2 separate regions of the Drosophila melanogaster genome follow, and region 1 is linked to region 2. A link is a contact called in public HiChIP or PLAC-seq data. All regions are on one chromosome and are shown on one strand. The core of a region is the stretch at or near the end of the contact, and the rest is flanking DNA. Distances in the headings are between cores, read along the strand shown. Region 1 holds the start of Osi2 (Osiris 2). Region 2 holds the start of Vha14-2 (Vacuolar H[+] ATPase 14kD subunit 2).

Evidence for each region. HiChIP or PLAC-seq counts read pairs in DNA pulled down with a chosen protein or histone mark.
Region 1: a contact with region 2 is called in a CP190 HiChIP or PLAC-seq map of the Kc167 cell line, with 5 times the contacts expected there. The contact joins the promoter of Osi2 here to the promoter of Vha14-2 in region 2. A contact is called at or near these places in 8 of 107 Hi-C or Micro-C datasets (the Clone 8 cell line, the D17-c3 cell line, the Kc167 cell line and 4 more) and 1 of 6 datasets of contacts at active chromatin or transcription factors (the Kc167 cell line).

The regions. Positions count from the first base shown.
Region 1 is chr3R:6,203,567-6,210,774 of dm6, reverse strand. It overlaps Osi2 (Osiris 2), which reads right to left and starts at 1,402. Exons shown (of 5, transcript NM_001275374.1): 1 at 1,299-1,402. Osi24 (Osiris 24) reads right to left here. Exons shown (of 6, transcript NM_141363.2): 2 at 5,667-6,407; 3 at 5,178-5,291; 4 at 4,956-5,117; 5 at 4,440-4,890; 6 at 3,097-3,804. The coding sequence starts at 6,330. The coding sequence ends at 3,594.
Region 2 is chr3R:6,120,690-6,127,908 of dm6, reverse strand. Vha14-2 (Vacuolar H[+] ATPase 14kD subunit 2) reads right to left here and starts at 5,317. Exons shown (of 4, transcript NM_001260015.1): 1 at 5,199-5,317; 2 at 5,055-5,136; 3 at 4,730-4,935; 4 at 3,504-4,671. The coding sequence starts at 5,252. The coding sequence ends at 4,639. It overlaps lncRNA:CR43486 (long non-coding RNA:CR43486), which reads left to right and starts at 757. Exons shown (of 2, transcript NR_133335.1): 1 at 757-1,234; 2 at 1,292-1,433. It overlaps lncRNA:CR43487 (long non-coding RNA:CR43487), which reads left to right. Exons shown (of 1, transcript NR_048330.1): 1 at 1-680.

The DNA of each region.
Region 1 (7,208 bases), core at 153-2,652, 87 kb before region 2:
CAATAAAATATCTTTCATTCTTTGCCATTTCTTTATATTTCGTAACTTTAAATTGGATATATAGAGACATTAAAAGAGTTTCAATCCCAAAAAGGAAATTTCCATTCGACATGTGGCCCAACCACTGTATTAAGATGGACGCCAGCTGAAATCGCACGCGAAAAGTTCGTTATGCTTCAGGGGCTTTTTTGGCCAGTTGCTTTTACTTTCGTTAGGCTTTCGTTATTTGGGCCAAATACAGACCGGGACTGGGACTCATCAGCGCGACGCTTGTGTGGCAATCCGCTAGTGGTATAGGCGAAACTAACAAAGAATTCGGCTCGCCCACCAACTTTAAAGAACTTCAATGTCCACGAGAAGAAAAGTTTGTGGGACGCCAAAGAGTATGCAACGAAAAACGCTTTATGGCGCGAAAGTGAAAAGTTTATGGCAATGGAAAGTCAAGCACCCGAAAGCACACAATAAATTGCGGATGTTTATGAGGAATCGTAATTGGATGGGAATGGGTGCGGAAGATTTATGGATTAGTGAATCATTATCGCTTCACGGCGAATATTTTGCACAGTCGGAGTGGTCTTTGCATGGCTATGTCGAAAGCGGTAACAAATTTTGGTCACTGTGTCTGTTGTGTTTGTTTCGCTATTTGTTTTGCTTTTTCATTTGCATTCGCCATTGAAGGTCAATGAAATGTGGACTGGTGATGGTCGGTATTACGAAATTACAGTGGCAATAAATGGAAATGATGGCTTTATCGGGTCGAAAGATTTAACAATTTATGTACACCCTTGAATAGCTCTCGTTTAGCAATGACTATGCCTATTTTGAACTTCTACTACTATTTTAACAATAAGATAAATACAAGTCTGCATTCGTTGAAAATAGCACTCCCTAAACGACTATCTACTAATCTGAATGATATTCAATATATTTAATGAACCTTAAAAACAGTGGCCTTTAATTCATTTACCGTATAAATTAAACTATTGTACATTAAATTTACACATGGCCATGCTTGAAATTATATTAATTTTCTTTGCAAAGTGTTCCAATAATCACAGATATAAGGACTTCTCTGTTCAGAGAACTGAATTTTCAGAAAATTTTAAATTTGCAACCGCTTTATTAAAGTACGGTTAAAAGTTATTGGCCACAATCGAATGGTCGTTTAAATTGGTAATGCAATGCTGGCGTTTCCCACATCTATATTATTTGCTTATTACACAATTTATCGCAGTTCATTTCACTTCACTTCACACAATTTTACATTCTTTTTTCGAACGGTTTTTTCCGCTGTTTACCTTTTGCTGTTTCCTATAAGCGCCTGGGGTGATTTTGGTTAGGTATATCCTTGACGCGTTTTCCGAGCGACTCTGTCTTTCTGCTGGCCGAAAGCGACTGTGCCGTGGCTGCTGGACGGCAAAGATTTTATATGAAATGCGAGAAGTGGCGAGAGGAGGAGTCGGTGGCGAAGTCAACACATGGAGACAATAGCCCAGCCACTGTCGTCGCTTTTGGCCCGCAACGATGATGGCTAAGAGGCAGATCTCAACGCGGTCGCACTTGCGGTAGGTTGTGGATACGATCAGTCGATCGGGTTTACTTTTGACTCCGTGGGTGAGAGACAACGACCTGTGCTTCTTCGCGTCCGGCTGGGCGAGTCGAGCGTTCGTGTGCCTTGAGAAAATCCCAAAATTATTGTGGCGCACGTCGAGGCCTTGGCTTTAATTCGAGTTTGATTTAAAGAGCCAACAAACTGTTCAAGTGACTCATTCCGGGAAAACGTACGTCACAGTCGCAGGGATTATGCAACTCTTGGCCTCTTGCCTCACATACGATTATTACTTTTACTGCAAACTGGTTTTTGGAACGCCCACGTTTAAAGTCAGGGCGAAATGCGAACCAGAGGAACCTGCATCCAGTGAGTTTTTGCATTGTCTGCAATTTCCTGCGGCGGCAACTGTGGGCCAATCGTGGGGCAACTGGGCAATTCCCCATCTGGCTGCCACAAAAATCAAAACAGGCGGCACTGCTGCGGGTTTTCCCGCTGCCACACTCGCACGATTTCCCGATTTTCCTCGGTCAGCGGAGGCACGATCTGCCAACGAGGCCGCAAACAGAAGCCCGCCGGCGGAAATTGTTTCCGTCAGTTCGAGGGCACTTGTGTGCGGAGGCGTGGCCGGGTGCAAGGCTGCGGTCGGAGACGCTTTTGTTTTGCCGGACATGTTGCCCAAGCCGCGTAATTGAATCATCTACTTGGGCAGCCCTTTAAAGCATCTGACCAGAACATTCCGCATACATATGTAAACGTAAATAACTAGAAAAGAAAAAAAAAGGAGAAAATCCGGTAACAGAAGAGCTAAACACAATATTTGCAGCACTTCCTCTTCCACTGCACAGATTTGCGCCCTAAATAAATAAACCTAGCTCAAATTTCCGAAAATATATTTACGAAACAATACTACAAGTCGAAGCGAAACGCAGTAGTCAGTAGTAGTGGTATCTTTTATTAAATATGTATTACTTCATTGTCCACTTTTAATTAAACGAGACATTCCAGCACTATTAGTATTCAGGTATCATATACTCAAATTATTAACAAACTGCATGTTTTAAGTAAAATACTATAGCACACATTTTTCCAAAGTCATTCCGCCGACTTTTTTATATGATTTCTTAGTCTTTTGTTAGTGCAGATTCAAGGTTCTATACTTGTGTAAAATATAGATATTTTATCAAAAACGTTTGACAACATATCTTGCGAAAAATACAAATTGACTAACTAGTTTCGATTGCTTATTGTCACTAGGATCACTTCATTAAAGCTGAAAGCAATGAACCACTTAAAAGCACGTAACTTACATATAAATGCATATACTTACCAGACACTCAAACACATGTTTGCTTGTAATTAAGTTTCTTGCTGCCCCAAGTCCTTTAGATATTTCTGTATAATGCAAATGTTTGCACTAAAATAGGAAAGGTGTTTTCGAGCTGGTGTCGTCAGGCAAGCTCTTTCTCCATGCAACCAATTTAAACAGGAATTCGCTTAAGAAGCCATGCCCTTGTTTCTTCGCCCAATCAAGCGCAAAGAGATTTCAATAAGTTTGGTTTATTTCTGGTGGTACAACATGATTTTGTTGAATAATTTAAGGACATTGAACAATGCTCGCTGACTAATCGCATAATAACAACAGAATAAATAGTTAAAAATAGTCGGGTTAGGTTTAAAAATAGTCGTAGGCTAGAAATAAATACTTAAAATTCAGCTAAATGGCTAAAAATAACAGCATCCTCCAGTAATTGGTGCTGGTGCTAATTAAACTACGAAACAAACTTTTCTATTTACAGCGTATTAATGAAGCCCCGTCCCTGCCCCTGCGCACCAACCCCCACCCGCCGCCGACAGCTGCCGTCTGACGAACCTCTATATATGGCTAGGCTATCCTATCTAAAGTACGATTTGCATAATTACACCGCCCATCCCCAGAAGGCAGGCATCCGTCAGACGGACTTTTGACGTGACTCCCACGAACTTTGCTGTCATCTCGACCCCATACCGTCCGAGAGATGGCTCCGAGACCTTTAGACCCCGTCTACGCCAGCTTGCGGGCCTGGACCAGTTTGTTGATGTCGTTGTAGGTGGACAGCATTGCCGGGTTCTCGAGGTCCTTCAGCTCCTTGCACTTGGCGAAGGACTCGTCGCAGTCGACGCCGTCCTGACCGTCCTTCGCCGCTCGCATGTACTTGAAGAATCGCAGGATGTCCGGGTTGTCGGAAGTAGGCTTCCGCAGCTCGTTCAGTTCCCTAAAAGTGGGAGTGACGGTAGTTGAATTAAATGTAAAGCACACAAATGTTAAAGCTATTAATATGAATAAGTGATTTCTGTGACTGCCTAAGTTAGAAAGCTCATTCGTTGATCTCCTTTGAGAAGCGTCAGCAGATTTTGATTGTTTCAATGTTATTAATTTTGTTAACATTAAAATTAAAAATGTAGACAATTACAGGTAGCTTAATTAAAAGCTGACATGGTATTAATATTAATCTTATTAATATAAAACATAAATAAGGCAACCAAGCATACCGATACACGTACTGACACCTTAAGCTTTCATTTAAATTTCGATTGATGGTTATTTCTACCCTTATTAATTTGGCCTCGACTAAAGGCACTTTACTGAAATGAAATAAGGAATGGTATTCCTTTAATCAATACCCTACTGTAATTGCTCAACTGCGATTAATTACGGCATACTTTCGGGCGGAAACCGAACTCACCTGCTTTTTTTTTTTTTTTTTTTTTTTTTTTTTTTTTTTTTTTTTTTATTTATTTAGAAGCGATGAATCAATACAATGCAGTAACAGTAACATAACAGCGCAATTAACATATAAAAGATAAAACCAAACCTCTCACTAATCATGTGAGGACTTACAACACTCACCTGCTGAGTTGAGCTGAGACCAGGTTGCTGTACGGAGCATACTTCGCGGGGTTGGCGTACATCAGGCAGATGAGTTTCTCGCGGCAAGCTTCGTTCTCCGGATTCAATTTGAGCTGGGCAAACACCGAGTCCAGGCGGGACAATAGTGGACTGTAGAAGGGGTCATAGTTGGACAGCAAAAGCGACGAGCTGGGCACCTTCTGGAAGCTCTGGAACGTGTTCATCACGGCCGGCGTTGGTTTCTTCGTCATTCCTGGAGCTCCGCCACCAGCTCCGGCGCTGAAGGATCCTGACATGCTCTGGGAGTTTTTGAAGGAGGCAGCGCCAATGCTCTGCAGAGCACTCAGATAGGTGTCCTGCATCATCTGCTGACCTCCATAGCGCGACAAAGTGGCCTGGTTCACCGAGTTCCCATTGACCTGGGCATATTGCGCCTGCTGCTGTGATGCCTCTGCAAGGTAAAAAAAATCGGAATAACTATCATCTAGACAACATCTTCTATTTCAGATGGCCCACCTGCATTGTACTCGTAGCCGGCTGGCGTTTTGCCCTCGTCCGCCAGGGAAAATTTGCTGTCATCATCGAAATTCATGCTGTTGTCCCGGAAGTCCAGTTCTTGTGGCGGCTCAATGGGGCGGATAAACAACGGCACCGACCCAGCCGAGCCGGAAGTGATGCCTAGCCCAAAGTAATACAAATGTTTAAATTTATTCAAGTGCCTTAAGCCGATGTACTTACCCTTGCCAATCAGTCGGCTTACACTGCTGATGATGGTTGGCAGGAACATGGCGAAGAGCACGCTCTTCAGCACTTGCAAACCCATATAGATGGGCCACATCACCTTCTTCAAACCTGTAGTGGAAAATGGTATGTTGTTAATTAAGTTAACAAGAAGCAAATACCAAGCGAGAATCAATGACGTAAAGAAATTCAGTGTTGGTTTGATTACAACTGATTGAGATACTGTTGTGAGTAACGATGTTTGAGGTATCCGATTTTTCTTTCTGTTTTTAGTCACTTTAAAGTTGTGGTATAAATATTTGTTGATCTGTACTAAATTTTTACTTAATTTATTTTCTGCTTCAGGAATGGTTTTTCATGGAGAAGACATTAAATATGTCAGGCAAATGTTGTTATTAAAAAATTAAGTTTTATATATTTACTTAAGTAGAAAAACAATGAATGGAGATTTAAGGATCAAAATAGTTAGGACATTCTTTTACTTACCGCTAAAGAAAAGCAGTCGGGCGCTTTCAAAAGCCCTTGGAACATTCAGCTCAACGTTGGTGTCCTCCAAAATGCTTCGGGTGGTGCGCTTGCCAGTATAAGATTGTGGGTGCGAGTGGTTCTGCTGAAGAGCCAGGACCAAACCAGGAGTGGGCTCATATCTGCCGTTGCTGAAGAACTGCTCCACGTAGTCCACGAGCAGATCCTCCAGACCTTTTAGTTCGGCGTCGATAGAGGTAATGGTTTGGTTTTTAAAAGCGGCTGCCGAACTTTCGGACTCCTGCTTTCTGGGTGAATCCGAGGGGTGTTTAAAGTTCCGTCGACGCATGGCCACCGCCAAGCGCAGATCACTCTCGCTCTCCGCCGGCTGGAACACTCTGTACTGGCCCGACTTTGTGAATACATTCCTCGAAATGAACTCCGGACTGATGTCGATGGGTAGGATGGGCCGGAATGTGTCATCGTTGCGCGGCTGTCCCGCCATCGTAGTGAGGGGCTGACTATAGAGGGCTCCTGCATCCAATTCCGATTCCGGAACAGCTGCCGGTATCATCGCCACTTTGCAGAGCAAGATAATTCCATAAAGCAGCGGACTGCATCGCCGCTTTCTGTGGCTGTTTGCTTTTAATTTCGCCCCGTCGATGTACTGGCTACCCATTTTCATTATCCTTCGCCTTGCAGCTGCACTCGCATGCCAAGGTTCTCGCTTCGCTTCGACTCGACTCGATTCGGTTCAGTTTTCTGTAACGAATAATTGCTTTTTCAGAGGGGAATTCTCTTCTCGACGCGATGGAGTTGTGGCCAATTTCCGCGAACTCAGCGCGGTTGGCACACGAATAAATAACTTTGGGGAACGTGACAAGCAACTGGAAAAAATACGCAACCTGATAAGCGCATTACGTGCGTCCTTGAACGGATAAAAGTACACGGAAACTCAGGTACAGTTGGAAGGCACCCTTTTCTTTTATTGTCCCAAATAAATAATTAATTTAAGCCCCATTCGAAAAGTTTAAAAACTGCGCACTCTATCTGCGCCGGCATATTTACGAATTTATAATGGAATTTAGTCTGGAAAGAGTTAAATTTGTCATCAATTTTTGTGTAAAATCACTCATTTAATTGTTGTATTTAAAATCTTTGCTAGCCATTTGCTAACTAATAGTTTTTCCATTGGCCATAATCGTTTATTGACTGGCTATATTTATTTTTAACATTCAGTATGTACATATGTAAAATGAACAGTGTGTATGCAAAAGGTAATATATGAATATAATCTATTTAATTACATAAATTGGCTGCCCACCAATTTATTGTTTCAGTTTATGTTTGCCAATTTAAGGGGTTGATACAATTCATTCACTGATTGCCCTTTCTAAAACTATTTTCACAATTTTCACAGTTCGTGCGTGAATTTTAGCTAATTTTGTTAAGCACTTAAACCTTTTCGTTGTTTGAGTCAAACGATCAGGCAACTCGATTTTGTGTATAAATACTTTCCATTTCTATTGAGGAAACCGGCAATTGAAACAGTTTATTTAACTA
Region 2 (7,219 bases), core at 4,068-6,567:
GGCAATTTTTAGTCCACGGACAAAAAAAGACTAGTTCCCTAGTTAGAAGTGCGGCTTCCGCTCGAATGGCGAACGGCGTAGGCTTTAAAATTGGAATCCCAAGTTTAGGGAAACCTGTTTCAGTTCTGGATCATATACAAACAGTTCGTAGCGGAGCGGAGTGTAGTCGAGCTTCCATTTGTCACTTCCAATTAGACCGAGTCAAAGCGAGTCAGGTGAACTTTGTCCCGGCTGCTAATCTCCCGACATCTGTACCCAGCTCTCCAGACTTCGGACCAGGGGTCGAACCAGACTCATTCAATCAATTGAAACACTGACACTGCTTTCTCTGTTTTGAATACAAATTATCCCGAGTGATGGCCAACCCACAACATGCAGCTGCCACGCCCCCAATCAAGCAGATCCACACTCTGAAAAAGGAAGGACTCCTCCATTAATATGTAAATATATACTGCTATACTATATATACCAGTTTTTTGGGAAACGTTCTTTTTAGAAGTTATGGACATTTAAAAACTTCCAGGAACGAAATGACTATTTGGTTTTGACGCCTTGTTCGTCAAGCTTTCTTTTTTAATGAACTAGAAAATGAACATTTTTTCTTCGAGCACATTTGAGTTTAACCGCTCTACCTATTCGTACTGTTAAAACTCACATACACATTAAATAGCAGGTAACTTACCTATCACTGTTTTTTTTTTGCACGGATTTGTTTTTTTTTTCTGAGTGCACGTATCAGCTTGTAACACTGCCATCGATATTTGATCCGATGAAACGGGGGTTAATTTAAATGCAAAGTAATTAATTAGACACTTGGCTGGCAAATCAAGTAATCCAATCTGGAGCAAAGGACCCGCAGGAGGACTAATCAAGGCCAGACCCTGGCCAGGCGATCCGCAAAGTGACCAGCGGGCTGGCCAAATGTGCTGTACCATAGCATTCGAGTGGGAAACGAGTATGTGCCATATATCAATGCTGCCGTGCTTATCCACTCAGTGCCCAGACAATGGCAATTTCAATGATTTTGTTTAGCTCAGTGATTCGGAGAATTGAGTTCGGCTGCGAGCCGTCCGTCCACATACGTATAGTATTATCCACATGCTACGTGCTGCAGGCAAATCGAGGACGCACAAACCCACCGACGCACACGATTCGAATGCCTCTCAATGAATTGCTGCCAATTTGCAATGGTTAATGAAACGCTTTGTGCCGTGTCGATTGCATCGAATCGGTGGTAAGTGAGGGGAGTGCAACGAGCAGTCCTCGGACTAACTAATCCGATTCCCTGCAGCTCATCTCCGGACAGAGATTCTGCACTTTAACCCGCTCACTTTCCTTATTTTCTTTGACATTCGAGTTACATTTTGGCCAAGTTCCATCGATTGACGTTCGAATGAACTCTGCACTGGGAAAATAAATTCGAATATATCCTAGTAACGACAGTATTCTTTTCACTTTCATCGTAGCTGTAAATCATTTAAACTGAAAGGGATTTAATAATAATATGAAAGTGCCTATGAAAAATAAGGTATAATTCACAATTTTTTATCCATCAAGAGATTATTTATATTTTATATATTATATATATTTAAAGATAGTTAAGTTAGGATCTATTTATTTTTAAGCACCTAATGATGCTAACTACAATATTTAAGTTCAACCGCTTTTCCCTCTAGTGTTTTCATGCCCTTTTCAATTTTGTAATTGAGATTAGCTTTCTGGGAATAATGGAGATCAGATCATTTAATTAACTTTGTTTTCGAGCACGTTTCTGCCACTACGGACGTCAAGGCCCATTTGGGTGGGCGTGGTCGGCGCTCCTGCGATGTGCACTACGAGTATATACCGATTGGACCGACAAGTTCTGAAACGCAATAGTTTAGTGATGGCCGGACATCGTTAGTGGGTTTGGCGAATGTCCTCAGATGTCTGTTAATTTGCCGAGCAACAATTCCATTTGTTAACCCGGACCGGGACGGCATCTTATGCTCCATTTGGCAAGCGGATGAAGGAGAATCGACCATCGGAGGCTTTGTGTCCATGTCTCTCGAATTCATTTCCGAAATTGAATTGCCAAAAATGTGGCATCAGTTTCCGCACTCGAGCTGGGGCCCAGTTCCAATTATAATTATGCCAGTCTCAGTCGGTCTAAAGGACTCCCTCTGCCCCGTTTTCTGGTCTATGCATTTCATTTACACTGGCTGAGTCGAGCTTGATCCGGACTTTTCCTGACTCTGACTATCTTCGTCATCGTCTGACTGCTGCCGGTGCTGTTTTATTTTCACTTTTCCTTCTCGCATGGCTTAGAACGAGCCAAATTGCATTCAGCTGTTTGTTTTTATGCGCTGTCACGAGAATTCCAAACTACTTTTGAATAATTTCATTTATTTATGTTCCCCATTGCTCGGCGCAAAGTTTCGCTGCAATGCTTCTGCCGTCTTCAGTCACTCAGTTAGTCGCTTATTTATTTAGTTTTCTTTCTTCTCCCTAAACTGCTAAAAAGGCGCAGAACTTGTCGCTGTGTGTCAAAAGTTCTGCCTTGGGCATTAAAGGGTCTCGTCCCATTTCCACTTCTGCCGCTGCGCCGCCAATTGATGCCATATTGTGCGCGTCTTGCTGATGAAATCGCAACTTGAATAATTTTAATTGGGTCTCAGTGGAATCAGGTGGGTCAGAATGTTTCGCCAGCTGCTAATCATGTTGCAAGGATGATAGTGCAAAGTGCAGACCTTTGGCCAACAAAAAAATGTAATATTTAAAGGATATTCTCTATAAAAATACCGATATTATATAATCGTATAACACCTAAAATGGCAGTGTGCTGCAAGTCCCATTCAGCTCTTTGAAGTATCAATGGCAGGCTCCGGTTAGTTTGCGTCTCTGCAAAATGCTTTTGGCAGGTGACAGCCAAACTGCAGCAAAGTGAGCAGACTTCATGTAATGCAATTACGCATACGCCGCGTGCACCCCCCGCCCAGTGTGAATGGCATGTGCGGCTAATTAGGTCCTAAATGCTCCACGCCATTTTGTTGTCAAAACATGCCCGCCCTGAAAAAGATGGGTGGCAAATACTACGTGTCCAGATACTTGACAAACAGCCAGGTCTGTGTTCCCAACGGTCACAGCTCATTAATTCACAATTCAAAAAAATTCGAATATAGACATTTTGGCGGCATTTTCACATAGTAAGCAATGAGCAAAACAGCGATAAAATGGAATTCTCTATTCTTTGGTATAGAGAATAATTTTTTGATTGAGAATGGCACTGCTTTTGTCCTAGAGATGTAATTCCACCTTCCTGTCATGTATGGAAAAAATTTAAGGATCCCCCAAAAGTATCATCTGATGTTTTGAAAGAGGGCCGGGCGAACGAGAAAGCTTTGCAGACTTTTGGGGAGACTTTATTTTAATGGCGTTGGCAATACATGCATAATTGGGAAATTAGTACAAAGTGAATAACAGCTTATATAATATATAACTTATAACGCAGAAGGCATAAGTTTATGGCTACTTTAAGTAATTATCTGGAATAGGAGATTCATTTCCGTCGAGGCCTGTCGATCATAGAAATTTGACTGGTTGTAAAAATTCATTCTGTCCTTCATAGCTGGAAGTATTGACCAATGTCCCTATCCTTATTTAAAGTTCACAATTGAAATTGATACGTGGTGGCGTTGTATTAACATTAATAAGTCATATTCTTTATCAACAAAAGCATTAAATGTGTAATGTCATGCTGGGCCAAACTTCATAGCAGCAATTGCTTGTGAATGTCTTTTAGCCATTATTAAAGCATTATATAGCCAAATTTCGGGCGGGATTCGTGTGTTGGAGGTGCGGAGTTTTGCCTGCTTGCTGCGCTTTTATGGGGCCAACAGGGAGGCTTACGTCCTGCTCTATCTCTTGATTCTGGGGGCTCGGTTCTAGCAAACTTGTCACTGGAGCAGAAGTTTCTGAATGCATTCTCGGCGCCAACTTCTTGGTGCGAAAAGTTGGCGCAAAATACTTTGCTCGAATATTGTTTTCGCATGCTTTTGTTTCGCTAAGCAGCCCGTAAGAAGCCGCTTTCCCCGACATTCGCTGCAACTGGGTCCAGATCCAGATCCATCCAGACAACGTAAACTGTGCTGTCTTTTTAAGAGTTTTTATTTTGCCAGGTTTTTGTTGTCCCTTTTTGGGTTCGCCGTTTTGTTATACTTGGTTTTATTCGGTTTTCTTCTGGCATTTTTGCCATGTATTGGCATTTCAGCGCTTATTTGTATCGTTTTCGTTCACTTTGTTGGTACTTTGCTATGGCTTTTCTTTTTCTTTTGATTTGTTTTTGTGCGGTTGCTGTTTTCAATTTTGTTGCAAGCGCAAGGTATTTTTGTTGCTTTTCTCTTTTTAGATTGTTGCTGGAGTTTTTTTTTTTTGGGCAATTTCCTTAAAACGCATGAGCTGAAAAGTTGCCCCATGTATGTATAAGCTTTATTTTCCCCCATCATTTCTTTGTGAATATATCTATGTTTGTGCGTATATATTTTCGATAACTGTTCCAACGACATTGTATCACCAGCATTTGGTATGCATTTGAAAACTATGCAAAATCCTTCATTAAACTTCCCCACCTCCCCAAAAGTGACTGCCAAAACTGAGCCGCTAGTAGTGCCTCTCGGGCGGAGTGATGACTCGCTGGAGAAGAATTGGTAAGGACTTGGGGCTAACCCTTTGACGGTGCAGGATAACTCACTTGAGCCCGCTTCAGAATCGAGTCCCTGGAGGAATCGTAGGGATGCTGTTTCGAGGGAATCTCCAGCACAGTGGGAACGGCCAGATTGTGAGCATCGACAGTGGGTCGAATCATATCAGCGTAAACCTGGTTGATCAGAATAATGACTATATCCGGTCGCCTCAGGAACTTTTTGAAACACTCTTCGATCTGCTTAGGGGTGGTGTCTGGTATACAATGAAAAACGATAAGAGAATAATGCGATAACTGAAAGTACCAATTACAATTTTTGGTCTGATATATAGGAAAGCTTGATAGCCCTTTTTGAGCTTAGAAATGAAATTACCTCTTTCCACGACCATGAAGTTGGTCTCTCGATCCTCGTCGACCTCTCCAATGCCACCCAGCAGAAAGCCGACACACGTGTCCTGGGTAAATTGTGTGTGGGTGTGGACATATTGATTTGTAAATATTACTTTTAGGCTCAAACCTCATCGCCAATCACGGCCAAAAGGCGTCCCAGATCCTCTGTGTGCGACGACATATTTTCTTGACTGGAAAAAATATCTTAAAATTGTAACTGACAAATGGAAACAAGCATCTAAGCCAACTGATTCTTAATGGTAATCTCTAAAGAATAACTTACTTTTCAAAGGCTTTGCCATAACTAGATTATCGTACCAAATAAAAATGTATAAGTCGCATTTGTTTCTGCCATTATACGACTCATTCATTAGAGTGGTAGAGTACATGTGCATCTGCCGCCGATGACAAAACAATTGTTTCGGTGAAACGGATGTAGAACAGGAACGGAAAATGGGGAAAACTGCACTTGACAGCCATGCCGCATTTGATGGCAAAACGCTGGCTGCACTTCGCTGTTTGTTGTGTTGTCGAGCGTAAAACAAGTTTTATAATTGTTTAAAATGTTTGCTTTGCCGCTGTCCACTGCAGTGCAATTTTATAACGAATTTCTGTCAGTTGCTGCTCAAAACTTAATCGAAAACATTGGTTGGAAAGCGGCGAACTGTGTGTCAAATTGCCGGCTCACTCCCTTCAGCTCCGCCGTTTACGTAATGTCAACAGCTCCTAATTGGATTAGATAACTTCCCGAAGGGCTCAGCCAGCGAATGACACGCATAGACCTACGCCCACGAAACTGACGCACATATCACCTTCGTACCCATTGTCCCCTTTAAAGCAAATCGCCTTAGATCTCGACCCAAAGTCCCGGCCACCAAGTTGGTGTTACGTGTTCGCCAGGCGGCCTAAACCCAAATGCCTAAATGCGGCTAATTGCCGAGCACGACTTTCGACAGACCAGCTGCCACTTGAACCCAACACAACACTCGACTCCCAATTACAGTTAGCGTTTTTCAAATCAGCTCTAATTGTTTAAAGTTTACAGTCCACATATCAATAGCCATCGTTGTTGTTGCCGGCGTGTGGCATAACTAATTATGATTAATGCTTCAAAGCCAGCCCCTGACATTTGCTATTAATTGACAGCTGGAGCAACAGCTCAAACACCTGCACTGGAAGAAACGCGTGTCATTTCCAAGTAGTTAAGCCACTCGTGCAGAAGCTGTAAAAGGAGAACATCTATATTATTTAAATATAAATAAGTTAAAGCCGATCCTGGTAATAAATATTTAATATATTGCATTCCTTTTAAAAGATTTGTTTAAATTTACCAATATTGTTGAACACTGATATCATAAAATACAAGCATCTGCAGACTAAACAAGTTTTTTGGTATAAAACATTCAAAATATTGTTGGCTAATCTGCTTTTTTATTTGTATTCACAATTTCCCTTATTATTCCGCGATATTTTTTTTTTTTTTTTTTTTTTTTTTTTTTATATATTTATTTATTTAGAAGCGATGAATCAATACAATGCAGTAACAGTAACATAACAGCGCAATTAACATATAAAAGATAAAACCAAACCTCTCACTACTCATGTGAGGACTTACAACTATGTATTCCGCGATATGAAAAATCATTTAATGATTAAAAAACATTTTTGCTAGAATAGTCACCGACTTAAGTGTCAGGCAATTCTTTTCTGTGCATAATGCACCCGAGGTGCATTGAACTTTCAGCCAGGCGGAAAACTGTCATTGCACACAGAGACCGGCAATGAAACTGAAATTCCATATGTACTGGAACCAAAAACTTTAAGCTCCAAGACAAGCCTCAATCGAATCCCATCCCAGCCAAGCCATCGATGCTCTGGCCCGCTGACCTTTTTCCACACATTGCGATTGCTAATGGCGGAGCCATCGAATTCCAGCTACAGCGGACTGGCCTTCCCCAAACTTACAACCGGCAATTCATGCTACCGGTTTTAGTTTATTGACTGCCTACGGCTGGACTACTGCCAACATCACCAGCCGAGGCAACATCATCCGCAGCAACAGCAACAGTGTGTCAAATGACTTTTGCTGGCCGGCTTCTTAAATATGGTCATGGCGGCATTTGGCATTTAGCTTGCTGCGTCTAGAAA